Regions from separate parts of the Gossypium hirsutum genome. Here region 1 is linked to region 2. The links are chromatin contacts, called in public Hi-C maps. All regions are on one chromosome and are shown on one strand. Each heading gives the region's core, a stretch centred on a gene start, on an enhancer-like site or on the middle of the called end of the contact. The rest is flanking DNA. Distances are from core to core; before and after follow the strand shown. Region 1 holds the start of LOC107888190. Region 2 holds the start of LOC107887384.

Region 1 (6,090 bases), core at 942-3,441, 220 kb before region 2:
TATTCTCCGTTTCATACTAATAATACAAGCCGTTGAGCAATGTTAAAGACTGAGAACATTGCATGCACTTTGTTTATTCCAACAACGATAGAAAGTTGGAACTATGAGGAACCACTTCACTTGTGTTCTTGCGGTGATCTGCTAGAATCTCCTTCATCTTGCTGTTGATTCTACACCATTTTGTAGAAACAAAAGTTGGTTTACGTTAATTCGATGATAATTAGTGATACCATGATTTGGAATTAAGAGAGTTCATAGCAATTACTTTTAATCGAGCACATATCTCTACAACTTCAGCTACAGGAGCCCAATCTCCAAAATTCCTCTCTATAAACTGGTAAGCTATTCCAGTTCCTCCTGGACCAACTATAAAAAGGCCACCCTTAATTTCACCTTCTCCTTTGAAATTTTGTTCTATTCCCATAGATTTTGCACGTTTATAATTTGCAATAGCCCTGGGGTTGAACACAAATCCTGATAGAAACTTGTCTTTAAGTAATTTCCCACCTCCAAGAGCTTTGAAGAATCCCATAGTCCGGTCGAAGACCACAACCCCGCCCCAATAACGTGGCCAAAAGTCTTTTATCTGCATCAAGATTTGATATCTGAGGAAATAAAATAGGAGTTTTTTGGAGAAATATTTTGAAGTATACCAGGCACCTCTGATTCTATATGTTCATGAAAAACTGCAAACATTTGAATTCCCAGTGCATCAAATATTGGCTTTTTGGCATAGAGCTGGTGAGCTTCAGCTCTACACATAATGCACCTGTAATCATGTGGCAAAAGATTTATCATAGTTTCCATGTCAGTAAAATAAATGGTTCCTTTCATCTAAACATATCAACGAGTGATTTTGCAAGACACTCAGTTCTTATCACTGAATATATCATGATTTTGCTTTTATTTTATGGATTAGTTAAAGGAATTGGTCGGATATGATGAGTGACTTTACCCAGGCCGTCGAATGCATAGGAGAACAGCCGGCTTATCTCGCCACAGTTCTGAAGCTTTCATAGGTGGAGTCTTGGTTTTCACCAAACGCTCCATTCCAATCTTATACTCAGGAGTTAATCTCTGAACTGATATGTTTTCAATAGCAGAGTAAGGTGCCACATTGTCAACCACAGGAGGAGGTTGAACGCAACCACATGCTCGAGGCTCAGCTGGCCCTGCAGCAACAATCCCTTTAAATATGTATCCATCTTTAATCTTGAAATCAGCCAGTGATTCTTCCAGCGACCTGTCATTGTTTGTGCTGCTCCTGGAGAAGGATTTTCTTATGGTTTGCATCTTATAAGTGGTGTTACTTCTAGATGGTGTAACTGAGAGTTTCCTTGCAGGGAGGCCATAAGATTTGGGTAGAGGATCGGTGCATTTATTGTTTCTATCTGTGAAACGTGCAATGTGGCCCCTTTTCATGCCAAATTGCGAAGACAGATCCTCGGTGCTTAAGTTAAGGAGCTCAGGTAGGCTTTTCCTGGAGGCCTCTAACTTATCTCCATATTGCATAAGAGCTCGATCATGAAGGTATGTTCTGATCTCCAGAGCATCCTGAAGAACATAGAAATAAGAATATATAGTGATAATTTACTATACTTAGAGAGGTGAAAAGATTTTTAACCTTTTGATGTTGTGTCATATTGATTGCATCCATATCCTCTGGATTCATGATCTTTAAAGTTGGGACGTCATCCCAACCTTCTTCTAATAACTTTGGAATCAATTCCTTGAGAACCCCATGACCAACAAAATCTTCTATTGAGAAAGAAGCCATTGTCTGTTGGAACAGGGAATGATTGGATAAGACCCTGCTTTTTGAATGAATGAGCCTGTATTAGAAAAGCTGGTGCTTTATATGTCAGTACAAAAATAACAACTAAAATACATCTCGGATCGGTAAAGTGCTTTGAATATGCTCCGGATGTCGGCATTGTCAATGATGTAATTCTTTATTTGAAGTTGAACTAATTCAACAATCTCTTATTTTATTAGGAGTGGTTACTTAAAAGTTGAGATCAAACAAATAGAACAGAAGCTGAATGTAATTTGGCAGTTTTGGCTGGCGCTTACGGCTGAAAGCATAATATATTTAGTATGTTCAAATGTTATGCTTTTTGACAAAATTCAATGCCTTCTACAGATTGATTAGTTGCAGGCATGTCAAGTGGCTTAAACGGAAGCGACGGACAATAGCTACAAGCTATCTACGAACCGGCCTGATGACAGTCGAAAGATGCCAACAGAGGAAGGTGTCTTCAGGAAGATGATTTGGACGTTGAAAAGAACGTTTATAATGTCAACAACTGTAATTTAACAGGCTGCTGCCGGCTATGTCCTGCCCTCTAAACCCGATAAATTGTTGTTCACACAATCCAACATTTAAGAGTTTTTTGTTTTTATATCTGACACTTGCCTCGCTAAGCCAATACGATTTACACATTTAGTACAGATTTTCATTGGATCGTCTTGTAAGAATCCCTAAATATGTCAATTAGCTCCTGGTTTGTTGACTTTTCTCTTTATTTTCAGACGATGTAGCAAAACTCCTCGAAATTTAAGCCACCATTATCATCCAAGTGAAGGAAAAGCAGCAACTCAAAAGACAACTTTCCTTGGATGCTTTAAAAATTAAAATCATCACGTATAAGTAACTTTAATCCACCATAGGAACAGCCATTATCACTAACCTCCTCATCTTCCCAAACCGAACCCACAACTTTTCTTTCCTTCTGGATTATTTTGTTAATAGCAATCAGATAATACAGGAAAATTTTTATTTAAATTACACGACACTTTAATCTTGCCAAGGATCACTCTCTGTCCTTACTTCCGATGGTTCGATCACTTGGTTCTCTGAAGCTTCACTGGCACTCGTATCAGTTTCAGCAGCACTAACTTCTGATGCTTCCACTTCATCATCGTCCTCATATCTACCCCATCTTCCTCCAAGTGCCATTGCCATCATCTCATATATCTTGTTACCTAACTCAGCGGGGCTGTCGGGCTGCATGATTAAAGAGAGACGTAAGAAATTTTATGGTACATAAACAATACATATCGGCAAAAATGTTGGCTGAACAAAAAAAATGAGTCTGTCCACTTACAGAAAAACCACTGGAGATCAATGCTGTATCATACAACAAGTCAACTGCTCTCTTGGCTTCACTGCTTTCAGGCGCATTCTTGCAAGCAGCCTGCAAAGAAAATTAATTGAAATTAACATCAGAATTAGACAAGGGCTAATTACCTTATGGCCGTCATTGAATAAACGAAAATCAAGGACAGCAAGTCTTGATATATCAACATTTTCATAATACACTTGTCTAATTACCTTATGGCCGTCATTGAATAAACAAAAATCAAGGACAGCATGTCTTGATATATCAACATTTTCGTAATACACTTCTAACAATTAATATTTTTACCGGCTTAAACAAAGTGCACATAATTTAAACAGAGTCTGCAGTTATCTGAACTAATAGTGTCAAGTGTATTGCAGCCATTCTACTTTGTGCTTTCTTGGGTTCCTGTGGTCCCAAGATAACTGTTCTATCAAACACACCTAGTTCTCCACAAACTAATTAAAAGAATGCTACGCTAGAATATCTGCAATCAAGTTCAACTAAATGGTCTTACATTCAAGTCTTTAATAATCGGATGATCTGGATTAATCTCCAGGATCCTCCTTCCCCTCATGAACTCCAAACTTGCTGTATCTCCAAGCGCTTGTGCTTTCATCAACCTGCATAATGAAAATATTAGTCGAGGAATGATTTAGTGCATGTTTGACTTATGGCGAGAAACAAAAATAAAATAAAATCATTCACCTTTCCATGTTAGCTGACCATCCAAACTTGCCAGAAACAAGCACACAAGGTGATGAACTTAGTCGCTTAGAAATTTGGACTTTGGCCACTTTGTCTCCCAGTTGTTGCTTTATCCAATCACAGAGAAGATTGAACTCTTGTTTAGTTTCTCTCTCTTTTACCTCATCTTCATCACCTGGTATAACAACAAATTCCATTAGATTCACACCAAAGCCATCAGAAATGAAGAGCAAGGCAGCCAAAGGAAGATACCCCTCCCCTTCAACCAATAAATAAATAAAAGAAACCATAAACACCAACCAAGTTCCAAGTCTTCCTTGCTAATATCAACAAATTTCTTCTCTTTGTAGGTCTGAAGGTTCTGAATGGCAACCTCATCGATAGGCTCAACTAAATAGAGAACCTAAAAGAAAGAAGCTTATATCGATTATAATGCAAAGAAACCAGATCAGCTACTAAGAGGGAAAAAGAAAGAGAAAAAAATGTGCTTAGGATAACAAGAATAAATAATTTGATTTAACAGTAGTATTTTTGTTTTGACATTCCTTATTTCAGTGCTAAGCAGTTTGTTATACAATATGTAGGCTTGCCTACTTCTTTGGTTGGATAAATAAGTTGATTTATCCAATATAAATAATGAAAGGAATAAAGGAAATCTCTGCCATCCTATCAACTATAACGAGCACCCAACGGTTAAACTAATTTCTTTTCTTCAGCTTTTTCATGAGATTTCCAAATATAAGACTTATCTGAAGATGATTCAAGTAGTTCACAAGGCAATATCTTATCAATTTTATCCACACATAAATTGGAACTACTCCAAATGCCATGAAGCCAACTAAAGAACTGAAGCCATGTTTAATTTGACCCTTACACATCCAATGCCGAATAGACAAACATACCTCAATGTCTTTTTGAACCAACTTCTCTAAGAATGGAGCAGTCTTGGCACTTTTCAAGCTGTCGGTTGCCAAGTAATAAATAGCCTTTTGATTCTCACCCATACTTTCAACGTACTCATCCAAACTTGTCAATTCCTCTTCACTTTTTGATGTGTAAAACCGAAGCAATGGTGTTATACGCTTGTGATTACCAGAGTCTTCAATGCATCCCAACTTTAGGAACCTGCCAAAGTTCTCCCAGAACTTTTTGTAATCCTGTAATCAAGTTCACCATAGTACAAGTTAATAGACAAAGTTATGTCAGCAATAGTGAAAAAAAAAAATCTAAGGTTCCATCACACAATATACCTCCTTATTTTCACTTTCAGAAATCTCCTGAATCATGTCAAAAGTTTTCCTAACAAGCCTCTTTCTCATAATTCTCACCTAATAAACAGTAACCATAATACAGTCAATATGGCAACATAACAGTAACTGCTAAATAGTTAGCAGAGTTGCTCATTGACCCTAAACTGAGAATAAGGATTTACAGAGGATAATTTTACATGTGACAGTAAAATATGATTTAAGTATAGAAAAAACTAATCTTACAATACGGCTTTCTTGGAGGATCTCTCGAGAAACATTAAGTGGAAGATCATCAGAGTCCACAACACCCTTCACAAAGCTCAAGTATCGTGGAAACTACAAAATAACATTCAGTTCAAGTACAAGTTAAAGCTTGATAAAACAAGCTACCAACACAAGGAAAGACTATATCTTTCATCAGAGAAATGCAAATTACATTATTTAGTCACTTGAAGCAAGGGAACAAAGTAAAAGAAATTAAGCAATCCTTTTCCCTACTTTCTTGTGAAGATACAGAATTTATCTTTGATTGTCTCATACAAGTAGAAAGCGGAAATACTTTTCTAGTTAAAATTTTCAAAGAACCTTTAAATGGATTTATCATAAACATGCAAGAAATGGATGGAGAACGAGATATCAAACCATGCCAAAAAAATTTTAGTTATAACATTTCTTGGTTACCCGAATGTTATTCAATGCAAAGAACCATTATAAACTCCCACAAGTCTTGGAAAAGCCAATATTGTAAAAACAGAGTATCAAATGACCAGGTCAAAGCTTACCAGCTCTCCATCAAAATCATCTGAGATAAATACACGTTTCACATACAAACGTATGTTCTTTGTTTTTGGGTTTACTACATCCTCATTGTTTAGAGGACCCATGCCAGGAATATACAGAACACTCCTAAACTCCACCTCACCCTGCATGATTTTCAAAGAAACTTTTACAAATCTAGTTACTCATAGGAACTCAATTCATAAACTATGGTCACATGAATACCTCTGTTG
Region 2 (6,459 bases), core at 2,833-5,332:
CGATCTGCTTTTGCCATTCTTACTGGACTGCTATTCCATTCAGACTGCAATCTGAATCAAAGGAAACAAGGATTAGTTGGTTATTAACAAACAAGTTAGAAGCAAGAAACAAAATAGATGTAGGTAAATTACATTGGAAAGGCAAAGGATCGCGTGCTCGTTGTGCTGCTATCTGATCTATGAGAGAGACTGCCTGAATATGCTATCGGCCCAGAGTAACTTATTAGACCTGTTACAAGGCCAGCAGCAGAGAAACTAGACTCTCCGTTTCCACATTGAAGATTGTTTGAAGAAGGCTGATCAGCTATGTCTTCAAGCTTGGGTGTATGGCCAGTCTCAAGAGCTTCACGATCAAGATTGTGGCAACCCTCATCTTTGCTGCTCGTCAATGCAGAAGAATCAAAGCCAAATGCGATACTTCGAGCTGCCAGTTTGCTATCATCTGATACCTCATTGACAAGGCTGCTGCTGGTAGCAGGGCTGAACATGGTAGCTTCCCCTTTCACACTGTCCATTTCTTCAGCTACAGAGACCGGGGCAGAAGCAGATAGAATTGTCTCCTTGCAGCTATTGTTTGATTCTTTATCTGCAGAAACCAAAGGAGGCATCACCATGACTTCCTTCTCCTTTGAGTTCTGCGTAGAAGTCAAAATACATCATGTTACTTCCTAAGATGTGAACCCCTAACAGAAAAGTAACTTCAACAATCTGGATACTTATCACTTTCAGATATTCATAGATTCCTAACTTAGGTGGAAAACAAAATTACAATGGTTTTTCTTCTTGTTTCAACTTTTCATACAGAGGGTCCGTTCATTATGGGAAACACATATAATTACTAGAAAACGAGGTGCCTTCGATGCTAAACACAAACATGAATGCAAAAATTAGGGGATGATAAAATATAACCATGCATGTTTCCCTGCATACATTGGTGAATCCATATTGTTATTCCAAGGAATTTCAGCATAGTACATCGGAATTTAGTAACTTTGACCAAGATGAGTTTACCTGAAAACACTGTTGTTTGATTCCATCACTTTTGCAATTGGATGACATAGCTTCGGGTTTCACTGTGCTGAATTCTGGCATGGAAAGCAACTCTCCAAGGGTAAACAACTCTTTGGAGACATCATCTCTGGCCATTTTCATTGTGTCGTCCATCATTTTCCTAGACAGTATCAAATCCTCCGTATCACATTGACTTGGAATTCTGTTTTTAGGCTCATTTTCTTCTAGAGATAAGGAAATATCTTGGGTATATTTATCAGAAATGGTTTTTTTATTAGAATCACGTTCATTATCCTTGTCCATTTGATTTTCTTCTGGATACATGGAACCAGCTTGCATAGATATATCACTCTCCGGTTTTTCTTTCAGCAGCTTACTGTCTTGATCCTCTTCAGAAGGCAGAAAGTTGCAATCACTCTTCTTGTCCACACCACTGTCAAACAAGAACTTGTCCTGAGTTGGAACTCCCTCATCAATACAGATGTCTTTGACGACATGATATGCACTCTCTTTATAGCAAACTACCAATTCGGGCAATGCACATTCCATTACACTTTTGTCCAAATAAAAAACCGAGTCCTGAAATGAACCCATATTCTTCAAAGAATGAGAATTTGGTGGCACGAAATCTCGGGCCTCCTTTTCATTACCATTGGAAAAGTCATTTACACTCATAGAACAATTAAGTTTTGATGCTGGCCATCCATCTCCTGTCTTCTCTAGATATAGCATGGGGTCCGTATCTCCATCATTTCCTTTTATATCATGCATTACCCTGTTCATATCATCCTTCACAAATCCTTCTGCATTCAGTCCAACAGAATCCAGAGGCTTCTCTTTGTTTTTGAAAGGTTTAGAGTCTATAAAGGAATACGGCTTTGAGTCACTCTTGAGGCCTACAGTTGAATGGCAAAGCACTTGTTCACTATCTGCAACCAAAACATTCACGAGTTAGTAACACCTGAAAGATGAAAATGTAGACTAACACATTCGAAACCAGGTTAAACATCATATGCAGTCAAATTTTGAAAAAGAAGTGCAGTGATAAACTAAAGCAGAACTGACTTCCAGCAGACAAAGAAAACAGAAAGCAAAGATAACATATACAAACAGAGCGATCGAGATGATGAGAAGGAAAATTAGAAAATATATTATTACCAAGTTTCATGTTTTACATCAATAGGCCTCGTGGTTGCTACGAGTTGATATCTTAAACCACATGGCATTTGTGAACTATTCTGGCCATGAAATGCAGGACAAAGTTAGATCATCATCAACCAACTCAAAATCATCGAAAAATGATTGAATAGAAAACAGCTATTGGCATTGGCTGACATATAAAAATACAGAGTTGATAAAAAAAGGATGTAAAGATGAAGCAGCTCATATGATCAATTGAAACTGCCATGTCATAAACGATGGCTTCCACAAACATTTTTCCAAGCATAGAAATATACAAACCGAGCAGCTTTAACACAAAAAACTAACTGATCTCCAAAGAATAAAATTCAAAAGCAAAGAAACCCAAAGCTAAAATGACCAGTGATGAAAGTAACAAAAACAGATGAGAAGAACTTTGTAAGCAAAGCTTATTTATCATCTTAGAAAACCAACAATTTCCACCAAAATTTGAAGCCCTAAAAAATTCCAATCCACAGTCGGTTACTTCTAGCTAATAATTTATTCAAATATATACAGCAATAACAGAGTAAAGCGCAACAATCTGAAGAAACTGATTCATGACCAAAAAATATATTTCTGTTCACCATGAGGAATCTTTTCTTAGTCAGTCCTCAATATACAAAAAGACAAGAGAGGGTTAGAAAAAAAAAACTTTTTGAAAAGCTTATATGAACTTACAACCACTAAATTATAACTCAAAAGCTTTTAACTGATTTTAAAACCCTAAAAAATGAAACCTTTTTTTACAACAATGCCGCAATATGTTCTGTTTTCTAGCTCTAACCAGATCTAACATATTATAATATTTTTTATAACAAAAATCCCATATTTTATATAACTCTCAAGCTCAAGAAAACAAAGACGTAAAAACCAAAAGGAGAGAATATCAAAGATGTGAAGCAGATCCCAACAAATACAAGAAACCATGAAAAGAGAAACACATTCATACAAAAAGATAACAGAGTTATTAAAATTACTAAGCTAAATTATAGTTTTACAGTACCTCTTTTTTTTTGGTTCTTCTCTGTTGATTCAGTGCTGGAACTTCCAACAATCTTCACTGTAAAAGCCAAGTGAAAACATAAACAAGGTTGTACATGAAACAAAGGGGGCCTTAAGGGTGAGGAAGAGTCTTTGGAGTTTGGGATAGCTCGAAAGGAAACAAAGTAAATAATAGGAATAAAGAAGCTTAAAAAACAAAGCTCTAAACCCCAGCTTTGGGTGTTTTAAGAGGGATTTTCACAACAGATGAAAGAAAGAAAACAGAGATTATTAAGGAAATGAGAGAGTTCTTGTAATTATCCAAAAAAAACATCGTAATTAAAAGGGTCAAAAGTAAAAAATCTCTACTTCTATGTGCTATTAATGGCCATAGCAAACCAAACAAACGGCTCTATTTGTTTTCCCTGATTATTTATTTTTGGGTTTTTGAGAGAGAACCACCCACGACAAGCCTTTTATTTATTGACTCAGTTTTAGCATTAATTATCCCCAACCTATTTTAGAACTATGTTTAACCACACAGAGAACGCCACTTTACCTGATCAGTTTCTCAGAAATTTAAAAAAAGGAAATTAACATTTTCCTTCCAACCAAACAGCAACAACATCAAGAAGAAGTAAACAAGAAAAAGAAAGCCCCCCAAAACAATTTTTCTCTCCTTTTTCCCTTTCCTTTTGAATTTTTTTAAAATTTTTCGAAGCCGACAAAGGTGTCGGAAATCTCAGCTCTGTTCTTTTAAGTCAACAATTTTGTTTGTCTTGTTTTTCGCCGGAGAAATGAAATCTTCCGTAATCAGTTGTAAAATAAAAAGCCGGCAGAGAAAGTAAAACAAAAAGAAGGGGAAGTTTTAACGTGTATGCGAAACCAGTGAAGATATGATGAAGATGACGATGATTTCGTTCACACGTGTTAAGTTTCTTTAAAAATAACATCTTGACTTGTGAATAGAATAAAATATATTAATATTATATTTGAATAATTAAATTTAAATTCAAAATATTTCTAACCATCTTAAAAGTAAAAAGCTTTCATAAAAAAATTTGTTTAATCTATGTAAATTTTAAAATTGAGTAAATTAATTTTTTTAATAAAATTAAAATAATTTAATTTATAATTTTTTAAAAGTAAATAATTAAGAACAATTAGTTTATATTAATGCCTTATGTTAATTGTATATAATTTTGATTGGTATAATAATAAAGTTAATATCAATGTTTATATATTTTATTAATTAGATCTTTCTTCTAAAAAGAAATAAAAAAATTTAATCTTAATATTTACACATTTACATAAATATTACAGATTAAATTAAAATAAAATTTTTAAAATGTAAAAATTTTGAAAATTAAATTTATTATACCGTAATTAATTATTTAGAAAGAAAAGTTTTAATGAAAAATGGTTGTTAGGCGGCAAGCTACTAACTCTGGACAAACTATGTTGAAAATGTGTGATTTTAGTTCTAATTTTAAATTACAATCAAGCTCCGTTTGATAAAAAAATTTAATGTGTTCTGGATTTATAGCCCACCGTTAAGACTTTTCCTTTCTTGTGTGAGGATTTTATAAGAGACACGTGTATCCATCTTGTGATGAACGTCCAACCTTTATTTTGAAGTGATATTTATTTGGGTGACGAAGCCGATGAATGGTGACGTTTGTAAGATGGTGGAAAAGGCTAAAAATAGGTGGCAACGGATTTCAGGATGTGGAGGTACAATTAGGTACATTTTGGATCCCCCAACTTATTTTTGTTACTATTACGTGTCATTACCTCACTGGTTCACCATATCCTTAGGCAGCCAAGAAAACCAAATATCTTTTTCGGCTAAAAATTATTAAAGAGAAAAAAACCAAGAATTATTAGTAGTAGTAGTATTTATTTTGAGTAGAAAAAAGACAAAAAAAGAAGGGTTGTTTACATTGCAAATGCATGGGGATTGGGGATCTCAAAACATGGAGGGTTAAAAAATACCATAAAATATGGTACTGAATTAACAGTTTCACATGTACCACTACCATTTCTATATTCTATAGGTAACGGTGGTGATATCAATAGTTTTCTGTTTATCATATGCATTTGCACGTAATTCTAAGTGATTGGGATTTGATTAGTAAAATAGTCTAGAAAATGCATTGGATCATTTGAATCTACCTATGTGATTTAATATGTAAGCAACTAATACTAATTTAGGTTTCATTTTCATTTCTTTTGACAGCAAGTAATTCTTCCTCTCAAAAAACTAATCCCCAAGCAAGATGACTGAATTCCCTTTCGTGAAATGGACAAGTGGGGGACAATTTTTGCTGATTTCTGCCTTATTTTCTGATGGGGACTTGGTCGGCCAATGCTGTAGGTTTTTGGCAGCTATTATACTTCCTACATGGCTCCAGGTTTTTTATTTGTTCAAGGAAGAAAGTAATCTGGATCGTGAATAAATATATTGAGATCAACAATTCTATTCCAAGTCATATATTCAGCACCAACAGTTCGTTCGGAAATATTTCGTTCGGAAATATTTTATTTTCATGTAAGTTCAAGTCCAAAAATAATCCATAAGTGTATTAAAATGGGAAGAAAAGTCCATATATGCTTCCAAATCATATGATCCAATGATGCCGATAATGGAGGGTTTTCAGCACTTGGGGTTGGCTCCTGACAGCCAGAGGAATGTCGGCAAATTGTGCAAGTTTCTTAATGGCCAAATCATTTCTGGCCAAGTAGCCCCACATGGAGACTAGAATTAAAGAGATAAAATCGAAGTAGCAAAGTATAAATATTGAACTTCTTTAATTACTCGTATAATTTCATTCATCTATCATCTAGCTTACTACAAATGGATCGAAGTAAAACAAGCCTGGATAAACCCATACAAAGCATGAAGCAATTATGTATAGACGCCGCCTTTTTTGTCAAACCATCTCTGCCTATACTGCTCTTCAATTTCACAACCGAAATTTGTCTAGAAGCAGCTGATTAACTATGGTATAGATTTTAAATCAATCTTCTGCATTGACGCTTTTGCTACGGAAAAGTGGTCGATCCAAAAACCGACATCAATCAAATGAAATCATTCGGTTTTCCGATTTTAATGCTCAGCTCACCTAAATATGCAGTTATTGCATTTTTCTGCCAGCCCTTGAAACTCCTGAAATCGGGAATAAGCATCAAGACAAATACTGAAACAGTATCTAAGATGTCAGCAGGAGAAATTATAGCGGATAATAAGTCGCGGCCAAACCGATTGATGATATCAATTGGAAC

What was found. Hi-C and Micro-C count contacts between places; a contact is called where the count stands out from the background.
Region 1: a contact with region 2 is called in a Hi-C map of leaf, with 2.2 times the contacts expected there. The contact joins the promoter of LOC107888190 here to the promoter of LOC107887384 in region 2. A contact is called at or near these places in 2 of 34 Hi-C or Micro-C datasets (callus and leaf).

What each region holds. Positions count from the first base shown.
Region 1 is chrA03:70,467,829-70,473,918 of Gossypium_hirsutum_v2.1, reverse strand. It overlaps LOC107888190, which reads right to left and starts at 2,191. Exons shown (of 5, transcript XM_016812307.2): 1 at 1,625-2,191; 2 at 956-1,554; 3 at 661-769; 4 at 266-586; 5 at 1-170. The coding sequence starts at 1,777. The coding sequence ends at 117. LOC107887391 (heat shock protein 90-5, chloroplastic) reads right to left here. Exons shown (of 18, transcript XM_041096083.1): 10 at 6,083-6,090; 11 at 5,863-6,003; 12 at 5,324-5,416; 13 at 4,733-4,987; 14 at 4,131-4,233; 15 at 3,831-4,005; 16 at 3,640-3,745; 17 at 3,108-3,197; 18 at 2,599-3,007. The coding sequence ends at 2,798.
Region 2 is chrA03:70,250,940-70,257,398 of Gossypium_hirsutum_v2.1, reverse strand. LOC107887384 reads right to left here and starts at 4,082. Exons shown (of 6, transcript XM_016811596.2): 1 at 3,734-4,082; 2 at 3,197-3,253; 3 at 2,170-2,249; 4 at 1,012-1,940; 5 at 133-635; 6 at 1-51. The coding sequence starts at 2,179. LOC107887383 (D-aminoacyl-tRNA deacylase) reads right to left here. Exons shown (of 9, transcript XM_016811595.2): 9 at 5,959-6,343. The coding sequence ends at 6,256.